2 separate regions of the Capsicum annuum genome follow, and region 1 is linked to region 2. A link is a contact called in public Hi-C data. All regions are on one chromosome and are shown on one strand. Each heading gives the region's core, a stretch centred on a gene start, on an enhancer-like site or on the middle of the called end of the contact. The rest is flanking DNA. Distances are from core to core; before and after follow the strand shown.

Region 1 (6,417 bases), core at 2,528-5,027, 130 kb after region 2:
TAGTAAATTACACTCTTTACATTTTGAGTCTCAGAGTGTCGCCTTACTAACCCCTATCCTGGATCCCAAATTAACTAATACCTTTTGAGTGTCAAGTTAATTAAATGAGGGTTGGTAGCCTCAAATTATTGTTGCGATTTTTTTCCAAATTTTTACCCCTCTTTTGAAGTTTGTATCGAATACAGGCAGGTTATTAACGTCTACAGTCATTAAGAAAGCAATCAAATCAAAGATGATCACAATACATGAAAGAATATTGATCAAGAATGACTTTGCACTTTCTCTACTTCGTTATTCCACTAGGATTCCCACAATCCTAATTAGGTGGTTTAGTCTTTCATATTTGCAAGAACATCCATTGAATTCAAGAAGGAAACATATGAATAATCTTACAATAATGAAGAAGAAAACCTAGAATCCTAAATTAATAATCAACTGTAACACCAAGAACAATGAATTTCAAGATCAAAAGTCGAATCTTAGGATCAATATAGTGTTGTGAATGTAAAGAGTGCATAAACTAATACAAAAACATCAAAAGGGTATTTATAGAATACATCTGAACTCTAAAAATCCTAACCAAAATGAATAAGGAAAACTGGGTTGGTGACCACTTACAGACCCACTTACGGGCCGTAAGTTGTACTTATGGACCTCTAGGTGCGTTGTAAGAATCAAATGAATTGACAGCTCCAGAATTCCTACCTACGATGGCACTTATGAGGGGCGTAAGTGGTACTTATGCCTCATAAATTAGTGTCGTAACTCTTAGACCAAATTCTTTAGACTTCAGATGTTTTAGTACATTTTTTGTTAACAGTTACCTGGCTACTTATGGTGGTCGTAAGTGCCACTTACGATCTGTTAGTGGGCCTGTAAGTGGTCCCTTCTGCACACTTCAACTATTTTCTTCTTTTTCAGCTGCAACACCTGATTTTCTGCAAAACAAACCCAAAAACACATTATCTCTAACAAAAAAAACCTAAGTACTTGCATATTTTCTGGTGTTAAGAATTGAAAGTGACTTGAAATTATGACACATCACAACTGCGAGACATTATTTCCAAAATAATATAAATATCTATTTTCGTAATTTTTACCATTTTTGAACCTTATGATCGAAAAGGGCGATTTCCAGGGTTGTTTAATCATTTGTACTTGGGTAAGCTCCAAACTCTTGATTCCATTAACTTCTTATGGATACATCTTTAAAAATACTTTTAAATCTTATTTTCAAACTAAAACTTTTGAGATTTTTGGGGTAAACTTTAAAATGATTTGCTCAATGTGAACACCAATTTCTACTTGTTTTCACATGGATTTTCAACTATAGACTCCTTTTGACTTAGAAAATATATTTCTAAAATAAAATTTTAGTTTTACCTTTTTTATTTCAAACCCATTTTTTTGAACTAATTTTGGACCTATTTCAAATATAGCTAATATGGGTATCATTTGCTTCCTTTTAATGTGTTTATTATATTTTTGATAGTTTTAGCTCTTGTCGAGGCCGTTCGTGAAGAAAAGGCTCCGTATTGAAGGCTTAGGCTTGGATTTTTGAATTGTCGAGACAGGTTATAGATTGACTTTTTTCAGACTAGGATGGATAGTTAGTTTTTTTATAAAGCATGCTATGAGTTAGAAAATTTACTCGAGAGGATAGTACTTTGAAATTGTTATTATTATTATCGTGTGTCAGTGTGGGGGCCTATTTGCATATTGTTGTTGACTCGAGAGAATATCATTGTGATGATGCCTAAGTGCGGGCTTTTAGTTGACATTGTAGGCCTTATTTGTGCATTAATTGTCATTACAATTGTTATGTTGCCTGGGCAGGTACTTAAATAGCTATTATAGGACTTTTTGAATATTATTTACCTTTATTATGATAATAATACCCTAGAAAGGGATTTTTTTAGATGATTTTAAATGATGTCTACGTGGCTATTCACTTCAGTGGTGCCGAGGAGGGCTCACATTATGCCTGTTATCATATTGGGGAGACTTGAGCTCATTTATACCATTATTGAGTTGATTCATTATCACTATATTGACTTGGTTATGATCACGCATCTTCATATTATTCATTCATATTCATGGAAATTGATATCACTGAGAAATGCTTTATAAAATTCTTGATCATGAACATTAGCCGGAGAGGTGAATGAGAGACTTTATAAAATTCGTAATCTATGATCCGTGAACATCAGCCAAATAGATGAATTGAGATATGAGAAACTATGAATTGTGAACCCCGCATGGGTCCTATCTTGAAGTATTGAGGCTCGGAAGGTATATACAAAAAGTCTTGCAATGACTTACATTCATCGTTATCATATTATTATTACATTGCGTTATATTACATCATTGTATTTTTCTTATGTGTTGTTGTGTAGTTAGTTTTCATAGTTTTATTCTGGGTGTAGTTTCTTTATTGTCTTTATATTTTAGAATTGATAGTGGAGATGAGGTGAGCTGCCGTTTGAAAACTTTTCTATTTACGGGTGACGTGCTCATAGTATATTTTACTAGTATTTATTTTCTACTTTGTTCAGTCGGCCTATGATATTTAATTGAGTACAAGTAGACCGTACTCATAATACGACTCGCGGCAGATGAGTTTGTGCTATCTAAGTTGATATTCGAGGTACGTGTGAGCTCTAAATTTTGGGGCGTGCTTTCGTACCTTTTCGTGTTTTATCTTGTCTTTATTTACTTTAGAGACATGCTTATGTGTTTCAAATTTGGTTATGTATTAGACACTCTTTTCACTTATGACACCAACATTTTGGGATATGATTGTATTTCATTCATACTTATATTATGTACTATATCTTGACTTTGTTTTAGAAGTTTTGTATTTACTTATTTATTTTATTTATCATATTTCTTTTCTTGTGAGTTCTTCGGCTCCAGTCGAGGTAGGTGCCTTCATGACCTCCAACTTTAGGATCGTGACATGTAATCACACAAATATATGTCATAACCCTTAAATACACAAGGATACATGCGATGTATCTGAGATTGAACCACAATTCGTATCGACAATGTATCCGTATTTAAAATGTATTCACCTTAATATTTAATAGGATTTATGTAATATTAAAAAATAGTGGAAGAGGGAGTAATTAGCTGATTTATGTTTTCTCTTAAATTTCCTCATAAATTTGCACAATACTAGAGCCCAAAAGTATGCCCCACACATAAATACACTTTTTGAAGACTTTTTTCAGGTATAAAACATGTATCAGAAGACACACAGATACACGATCCCAGTCGATGTACTCTATTTGTTTAAAAATAATTGACCCTTATTGACTCGACACTCCTTTTAAAAAATATTAATTAGGTATTTATTTTATCAAATTAGTCTTATTAATTATGCTTTAAAAGTATAAATGTGAGTATACACTTTATGAAGTCATTTAATAATTGGGGTAATTTTGAAAGAATATAATAAAATTCTCTTGATTTTATAAATGGAATAACTGAATTGAAGTAAATATTTTTAGCATGAGGGGTAACTATTTTAACCAGAGGAAGTATCTGAAATATATGACATATACATTAACTTTTTGAAACCTATGTTGCGCCCCTGTAATTATGCTCCGAAGCTTCTACATTTTTGTGGTTTGCGCAATTTTGCTAAAGTTGCACACAACACGAGAGCCCAAACGTAAAGCCCCACATATCATAGCATAGGCCCAACATATCAACCTCCGAAATCCGAAAAATCCAACTTTAAAACCCTAGCTTCTCAAGCCCACTATCTCCGATTATAAATAACCCAAAACCCTAACAATTATCTTCTTCAGCGCAGCTGCCATTTGCAGAGAAAGCAGAGGAGAGACAAATCAATCAAGCAAAAATGAAGTACAATCCAAGAGTATCCTCCTCCCGCCGTAAGAACAGGAAGGCACATTTTACAGCGCCTTCAAGCGAGCGCCGCATATTGATGAGCGCACCTTTATCCTCTGAGTTACGTACAAAGTACAACGTAAGATCTATGCCGGTAAGGAAAGACGATGAAGTTCAGGTTGTTCGTGGGACCTACAAAGGCCGTGAAGGGAAAGTCGTTCAAGTTTACCGTAAGAAATGGGTGATACACATTGAGCGTATCACTAGAGAGAAGGTGAATGGTTCTACTGTGAATGTAGGTATTCATCCTTCGAAGGTTGTTGTTACGAAGCTGAGGTTGGATAAAGACAGGAAATCGTTGTTGGATCGTAAGGCGAAGGGACGTGCTGCTGCTGATAAGGATAAGGGTACTAAATTTACTGCTGAGGATATCATGCAGACAGTCGATTGATTTTTCCGTCCTTTTGTTTGGTATTTACTATTTAGTCGCGTAATGAGAATTTTCATATCAGTACGTTTTGGTTTAATTAGTATTTTGTGGAGACATTGAATTTTGTTCAAGTTTTTGTTTTTGGGTTAAAGCATTAATGATGATACTTTGGAATGCTAAATTTTGAAGTTAAATTGTTATGTTAGATGCGTTTTTCGACTGATGCTGCTGGTAACTATGGCTTTGCTTGTGTGCTGTACATGATGTTGTTTGGCATTCATGAATGAGGCTGTTAAGCTATATGCTTCACTTTGGTGCTTAGTTATGTGTTTAACTGAAGAAGCCTATGGTTTGTGTTAGATACGTTATTCACACAGTGTATGTATGGGGGATTCCATATCCTTTTGGAGTGGCATTCTGAGTCATTGACCCTATAGGTTATAGTCCATGACTACCCTCGACGTGAGGTTATAGAGAATTCACATAGTTTGAGTATGGAGGATTTGATATCCTTTTTAAGTGGCTTTCTGAATTATTGACCGTATAGGTAATTATATTTACACGACTGCCCTCGACATGAGATTATAGAGGATTCACATATCATAAGTATGGAGGATTTTGTATCCTTTTGAAGTGGCTTTCTGGATCATTGACCCTGTGTTATAATACATGGCTAACCTCGACATGAACTCGTATCATTAATTTTCAGAACCATCTATGGGTCAAGCTTTAGTGAAATTAAGTTGGGAAAATTGGTTGCAAGCATCATCATCTTTATTATACACTTTCCATTGCGTAGAATTTCTGGTTGAAATTACACTGTTTATTTTGGTGAGGCTTCTGATTTTCCTGTTCACTCACCTAGTGTTTATTTTCTCTTGAGCCCTCAACTGTGTTCTGTTTGAATAATAGGCATATTACTGATGAATGGTTGTTGGCAGTGGTAAGAGGGAAGGAGCACAAGAAAGGCGTGTAAATTAGAGGGACTAGTACATCCTGGATTAACAGCAAGAATTTCCCATGTTTTATTTTTCTGATTCTACGAAACATCACCAGTCATCCCTTTTTTTTGGTTCTTTTGTTGTTGAGTAAGCCTTTGTTCTAATCAACGTACGTATCAGAGGAGTGAGAACAGTCTAGGAGTCAAGCTTTAGTGAAATTGTGTTAGGAAAATTGGTTGCAGGCATCGTCGACATTTTTATTTATACACTTTCCATTGCACAGATTTCCTGGTTGAAATTAAGCTGTTTATTTCTATGAGGCTTCTCATTTTCTGTCACTTAACCTAGTGTCTTTTTTTTTTCCTTTTTGAGCCACCGGCCATGTTTTGTTTGAAGAATAGGCATATTGTTGTTGGTGAATGTTTTTTGGGAGTGGTAGGAGGGAAGGAGCACAGGAAAGAAGTGCAAGTTAGAGGGACTAGTATTGTATCCTCTTCCTTCATACTTTACATCACATATCAGCAGGCAGTAGCAACAATTTCTCTTTTTCTCTCCTGTTTGTATGTATCAGTTAGTCGCCCTCTTTTTGTCTTTCTTCAAGTGTTGATTAATCCTTAGTTCTAATGGACCTACATATAGGAGTGAGCGAGCTAGGTTGTCGATGAAGCTACTCTATTTTTTTATTTTTTGGAGATAAGTAGCTTTAATAAGCTACTCTAGTTTTTGGGATCAAGTTAGTTTAGTTTCTCTTGGAAAATTATGATTGAGTTAGTCCTATATAGTTAGCTTGGGTTTACGTTAAGTTAATCATTCCTTAGCTACTTGGAAATAGTTTCTTTGTCAGTATGGCATACTTCTAAAGTTTCCTGTTTATTATCCTGTAGCTGTATTCGTTATCTTAATACTATACAGATTTATGCATTTTGTTGCAGTCTCTTAGCTTAGAGGTAGTGTGTTTACTGCTAATAGATTTTTGCATTAGTTGGACTTGTATGCGTTTTTTGAGAGGCTAACGGTGTTGGCGATGTCGATGTATTATATATTGTTCCTCTGAGAGCAGTGATCAGGTACGTAGATTGGGGAATATAGTGAGATTTGATTCTTTAGATGCTGCTTTTTGAGTGCTATACCACAATGTAATTTTCAATCTTGATCTTTTGTTTGCTTAGTGCTTGTTTAGTCCCCCTG
Region 2 (6,464 bases), core at 3,811-6,310:
CCTAATTAATTATTATAAGTCATTTATATATTAGAATTAATAATATTTAATTAAAAAAATAGATATTTATAACGTTTGTTTCAGTTGCTTTAATTGTGATTTTTACTATATCATCCCTAATTAATCATTATAAGTCATTTATGTATTAAAAAATTAATAATATTTAATTAAAAGAATAGATGGCATGTCTGCTGCAGCTGCTTCAACCATAATTTTGTTAAATATCACTTGTAATTAATTATTATGAGTCATCTAAGTGTTAAAAATTTAATCATATTTAAAAAAAAAAATAGAAATAAAATGATAAATTAACTCTTGATGTATTAAATTAAGTTGACCTCCTTCAACTGTGATTTTACTGTATCACCCCTAATTAATTATTATAAGTCATTTATGCATTAAAAAATTCATAATATTTAATTAAAACATTGGTTTCGACATGGCTGCTTCAAGAGTTGCGTCGTGATTTTGCTATATCACCCCTAATTAATTATTATAAGTCATTTATGTATTAGAAAATTAATAGTATTTAATTAAAACGAGAAAAATATGCGTTTATGATATATTTGTTACAGCTGCTTCAACCATAATCATCTTTAAGAAGATGATCCAAGACTTTGTTGTTAATTGAAGTATCTTTTGTTCCAGTTTTTACATGAAATAATCCTATGAATATTAGTTCTGCATCTTTTCTATATTTTGTAACAGGTCTCAATCTTATCATCAAACAATTAAAATAACCCAACTACACGACACATCACACTTTTTTATCATATGAAAAAAAACAATCTTATAAAACTTCACTTCTTTGCGAGTACCGTCAAATAGTTATTATTTAAAAAATTATCGTTTTAAATCAATGTACATTTATGTTTGTATCTCGTCAATATCGAATATTGGTGCTAAAAGATGTCTATAGTGTTGAACCCGTGCTGATACGGGCCATGCACCTCTAGTTTTTTTAAATAATTGGGGGTAGACCGGTAGTGGAAGGGGGCATGAGAAAGGAATCATAATGTGGGAAATTAAACCCTCACCAATAATGTGGGAGTTCAGATAGCGAACTAAGTAAGCTACTAAGACTCCCCTTGAAGCACAGAATTAGTATCACAAGTTGCTCTTTTAGCATCTTATATATCATATATGTTCTTCCCTTTTGTTTGTTCGAATATACTAGCAACGCACGGTACGCCGTCTAGGATGTTCAGTGCAAGAAGCACCATGGTATCTATTCTGAATAGTGAAGATCTGGCATGCAAGCTTGATATGAAGAAAGGGACAATCAGAAAAAAATACACATGTGACAGCTCTCTCAATCGGCAAGATAATTTACTTTACATTACAAGACAACTCTGGAGGAATCAACAGAAGGAACCAATAGCCTCAGGATTTTGATACACAAAATCAGTAGCAGTAGAAAGGTTATCATCCTTCAACTCTTTGATTTTGAGTGCTTAACAAGCCAATCAATGACTGAGTCAATATTGGTGGAATTTTTGCATGAGATCATATAGCAGCACACTTCTCTGTCAGTTATAGATTTCAATCCCCTGCACAACAAATCAATTGTTCTTAAAAGAGTCAACATAGATAAAGATATGTTTGCCTTTTGTTTACTTGATTACTTCATTTCCAATTTTACCATATTCTAAGTGGGGAAGATATGGTACTTGAGAAGTGAATTCCTCAAATGTTACTCGAATCAATCAAATGCAAATTAGACAAAGCATACTCATCAAACATTGCCTGCTTACATCTCATCAGTGAAAGCCTGCTTGGACAGAGCTCCAGGCTTGTCAATCTTGTTCCCCAATACCAGCAATGGAATACCACTCAATGACGGCTTGCTGAGCAGGTCATGGAGTTCACTTTTAGAAATGCTAAGATTATCATGATCAGCAGCATCAACAACATAACTGCAGAGAAGGGACACTCAAGCCTACTAGCAAAAAATTATATCTTCAAAAGAGCTTGAAAATTTTGTCAAATCCCTCCTGAAGTTCGTGATTAGCATTGTTCCTTTAGAATTACTTCTATCTCCGTTCCGGTATTGTATTATTATTCTCCCACTATCTTATTCTTCAATTTTATTATTACGCGTTGCTTTCTTGATTAGGTTAACATGTTATCTGTTGTTGTTATTGCTCCTTTCTCTTTTATTTTTAACTTGACTTCTTTATCATTGTATTTTCTTTTTATACTTATTTTTTATAATGTTTTACTTGAGCCAAGAGTTTATTGAAAATAGTCCCTCTATCTTCACAAGGTAGGAGCAAGGTTGCATATACACTACCATATCCAAACCCCACTCATGGATTACACTGGGTATGTTGTTGTTATTTAGTTTTATCAGTAGAAGTTCAGTGAGGTAAGTAAAGCACCTTCAACGTAAGTATAAGGAAGAGAACAGACACATACACTATAACTGAAACTGCGCGACAGTATCTTTCCCACATACTTCGGAATCTTGGCTGACCTCCAAGGTCCCACAATTTTATAGTGACATTACCTTTAGTCACTTTCTTCATGTTAAATCCCACCTGAATATCCAGTAATTCTCATATTGTTATCAAAGAACCTACTAGCATTGAAAGTGGTATCACATGATACAAAAAGATAGAATAGCTTCTTTAAGATGAGAACTTACCGTTGGTATCATATCTTCACTATATCCACCAGTCTAAGAATGACACAAGTGGAGCAAATTTAGTAAGACCATGTCATATGGACATAAAAGGTAACGGTAAATGTAAATGCTGGCACTAGAAAGGATGTTAGTTATCTACTCACGGCAATAACATTTACAAGCGAAGTTTTCCCTGCATTTTGCAGCCCTATCAAAGAAAGCTCCATTTCCTGTTTAAAGAAGAGGCTGCAGAATGAACAAGTTTTGATGAGCTGATATGAGGAATCATACAGGAGCTGTACAAGTGTGAATGCAAATGAAACTCCAACAAGTTTAAAATACTAATCCAGCTCTAATCAAAGACGATACTAAGTTTTTTTAGTCTGTCTCTAAAGTGAACTCAAAATCGAAGTAACAACTACATAAAAAGGTATACAAACACCAACAGCAAGTAAATGATCTGTGCACAGCGCACACTGTATATTACAATGCAACAAGAATGGAGGGTAAACAAAATAAAAGCAATAACTAACCCATTAGTGGGGCTTATTTTCCAACCCAACCCTCTTGCTTCATCAGAACCTTTAGAGTTTCAGGCATAAGATGGAAGCTCAAAAAGAACTCTCAACTACTGATATGTACTAAAGGAATAAAGGGCCACTCACAATTCTCTTGACGAATTGTTACGATCTATCAGTATCTAGACCTTCAATAACCAGAAAAAGTTGTCCAATCAAACTGTCATGTGAAAGACAGTCTTGTACTAAAGAACTACAAATTATGTTTCTAAAGAGTCTTTCTTAAGATCCTTCTATTTCTTCCTTTGAGGGGAAACCAACGCACCTTCTTGTATTACTCAAGGTTTTAAATTATGTAATGTTATACAATTATGTAACTCTTTTAGAGGTGGAAGGCGCCAAGGGAAGACAAGCTCTTTGGTAAGAGTTGAAAAATCCATCCTTCTACACACGGTTCATGTCTTGATCAGAAATCAGATCTCTCTTGTTCATGCACCCCCACTTGAGAAGCAGAAAAATGACCTTTACTTGATCTCCTCCAATTTTTTCTTTTCGACGGGGTAAAGATCACCTCATATTCCAAATTCTTTCCACTATATATAGCTCTTTGTCCATCTTTTCCATGTCAGCAATATCAATGATAGGAAATAGATAATACAACAGACACATCCCAAAATGGTTCATTATTAACAAAATTTCAGAATAAAACTCACATTGAAATCTCATCAAATCAAAGATTCATCGACTTTAATATGATTCAGTAACAATTATAGCTTATAACGGAACAAATAAAAAAGAAACTCATTAACCTAAAGGTCCTAAACATCTCAATCGTGAAACAAAAACGATTACTTATTGCTTATCTGAAACAACCAAAAACAATCAAAATCCAGTAATCCACAGCTCATCTCATTAAAATTCCAAGTATCTCAAACAAAACATATGGAGACATAAGCACTGGCAATCATAATCTGCAAACTTACATGTTGTTACATACCTCCATGAATCTAGGAACTTTTGTTCGTATTGTATTATTTGGTTTATGTACCGGAACTGATACATTCAAGATTATTAAACTGATTAATTATTTATCAAATTATCAGAATACCTAATCATAACAAAACGAAGAAGAAGACAACAAAACCAACTTATTCCAACTTGAATCCAAACAAACACATTGACAACAAAATTCAGCTCCATGAATTTGCTTCAAGAGTCAAAACTCATAGCCTAGTAAGAGCCCGTGGTTCAAAATATTAACAAGTAAACACAGCAAGAAGCCAAAGAAGATTCAACATCTACTATATACACATACAAAACAATCTTAACCATATATAAACAACATAATAGTTTGCCGAGCAGACAAACCCCTTGGCTGCTCTACCGGACTCCGGTAAGAGATCGCAAGATGATCAACTAGAGATACAATCTGAAGCTAGTTAAGATAAACTATATGAAGCTTCAAATATCCAATCCACTTTACATTAAAGTAAAAGATTACCTTCTGAGCCAATTGAGAAAAGCTTCCCAGAGACCCATATACAAGCAAATCTCAGTATACACAACAGATTTTTCTCAGAGCTCTTTCGCTGTGTATTTGTCGAATTGGCTCCTGTTCCTTTGCTTTTTCCTGGCTACTGTTGGAGTTAAATGAACATGCTATTGGCCATGGGAAATGAAATGATTGCCGTAACAACATTACAAAATTTTGAGTGATATTTGTCCCTAGAAAGCTAATGGAATGACGAAATGCCCATTGTAATTGGCAGCTACACCTTTGGTGTATGATGAGTACGTGGACCAATATGATACCATAAAGTTGTTACTATTAAAGAAAAACAATTGGTGTGTGAAGAAGTGTGAGTGATAGACTGGACCAATGAAATTTAAAATTGTTCGGCGGAGGGTGGGATTTTGCGGATGATTGATTTAGTGGGCGGTGCGTAGTGGACAAAAATGTTAATAGTGAAGCCATATGTGTGCTCCTGCTGTCCGATCATCATTGGCTAATACAATACTTAGGGCCCATTTGGTCATCAAATCATGATTTGAGATCATCAAATAAAAGCGGAATAGATGGCTAGGCCCTCAACTTGATACCATTTTTTATATTGATATCTTAAGTGAATGTTATTTATTTTAAGCACCTAAATTATTTATAAATTGTATTGTTTGGGCATCTTTCGCTGACATGGTAAAGTGAGTGTTCTACACTCATGTTTTGGCGCATGATAGCCTTATTTTAGCTTATTTTTTATTTAATTTTATCATCTTCTTCCCTTTTTTTTATCTCATTTTCTTCTACTATTTTTTCAAGTTCAAAACCTTTAAAAAAAAACTAATAAAATTAAGTTCCTAATTCAAAAACAAAGAGTAAAATATTGTATCAATATGATAATTAACTCTTAAAGAATATTATTAAATATAATTTGATCTGCAAAGATTCACTTCCAAGCATCCATCCTGTAAAGTATCTATGTTTTTTTTTCAAGCAACTCCTAATTGAATTTATATTTTCTTCCATTAAAAATAATTTTCTAGCTGAACACAGGCCTTTTCCTTCTCCATGTCTGAAATTCGTAAAGCTTTTAATGCAGATCTATCATCCTTAGAGAATGAGGAGGTATGTTTATCATTCTGGAATTCAATAATGGAGGTTAAGCTCAGAGAAGGTTAGGTGGGGAAGATGTTAGGGGGGTGGGGATTTTTTGTAATTATATGATTAAAAAATATGTGTCATTAATTCATTGGACACTTCGCCATGTGTTTTGGTCCTTTTTGGTTTTAAAAAAAAAGTATGGGTGTATATAATGATGTAGCGATTTAAAATGAGTTGGCATAAATTAATTGGTCATTTAATCCACATTGAAAGCGCATGCAATTCACGCACTAGAGTTGGTGTCGAAAGGTGCCAAAATGACACAGTTTATAGCTGGTTTAGGTGCATAAAATGAACAACGTCCACTTGAGGTGCCAAAGTGAAAGATGGTGTCAAGTTAAGAGGTATGCCGATGTATTCCGCCTCAAATAAAATTAGAAAAATTTACATAAATATACATCTTAAATTATAGTTATTACATAATATCTCATTTAACAAAACTCATTACAAATATTTCATCTTTTATATTTTCTCTCTTTAAAATCCTCATACATATCAAAATATCCTTTTTAGATCGTTTAATGTTCCTTAATATATATCAAAATATCCTTTTTAGATCGTTTAATGTTCCTTAATATATGCCTAAAATCAAGCAGTTTCAAGATTTTAAAATTTAAACATTAACCGATCAAATTGCTCAACTTCATCATCTTCTTCAATT

The links. Hi-C and Micro-C count contacts between places; a contact is called where the count stands out from the background.
Region 1: a contact with region 2 is called in a Hi-C map of bud, with 4 times the contacts expected there. The contact joins the promoter of LOC107858642 here to the promoter of LOC107858644 in region 2. A contact is called at or near these places in 2 of 5 Hi-C or Micro-C datasets (bud and leaf).

The regions. Positions count from the first base shown.
Region 1 is chr2:79,681,607-79,688,023 of UCD10Xv1.1, forward strand. It overlaps LOC107858642 (60S ribosomal protein L26-1), which reads left to right and starts at 3,778. Exons shown (of 1, transcript XM_016703386.2): 1 at 3,778-4,493. The coding sequence starts at 3,869. The coding sequence ends at 4,309.
Region 2 is chr2:79,546,419-79,552,882 of UCD10Xv1.1, forward strand. LOC107858644 (ADP-ribosylation factor-like protein 8a) reads right to left here and starts at 5,061. Exons shown (of 6, transcript XM_016703391.2): 1 at 4,646-5,061; 2 at 2,791-2,872; 3 at 2,648-2,680; 4 at 2,419-2,540; 5 at 1,755-1,916; 6 at 1,286-1,550. The coding sequence starts at 4,683. The coding sequence ends at 1,433.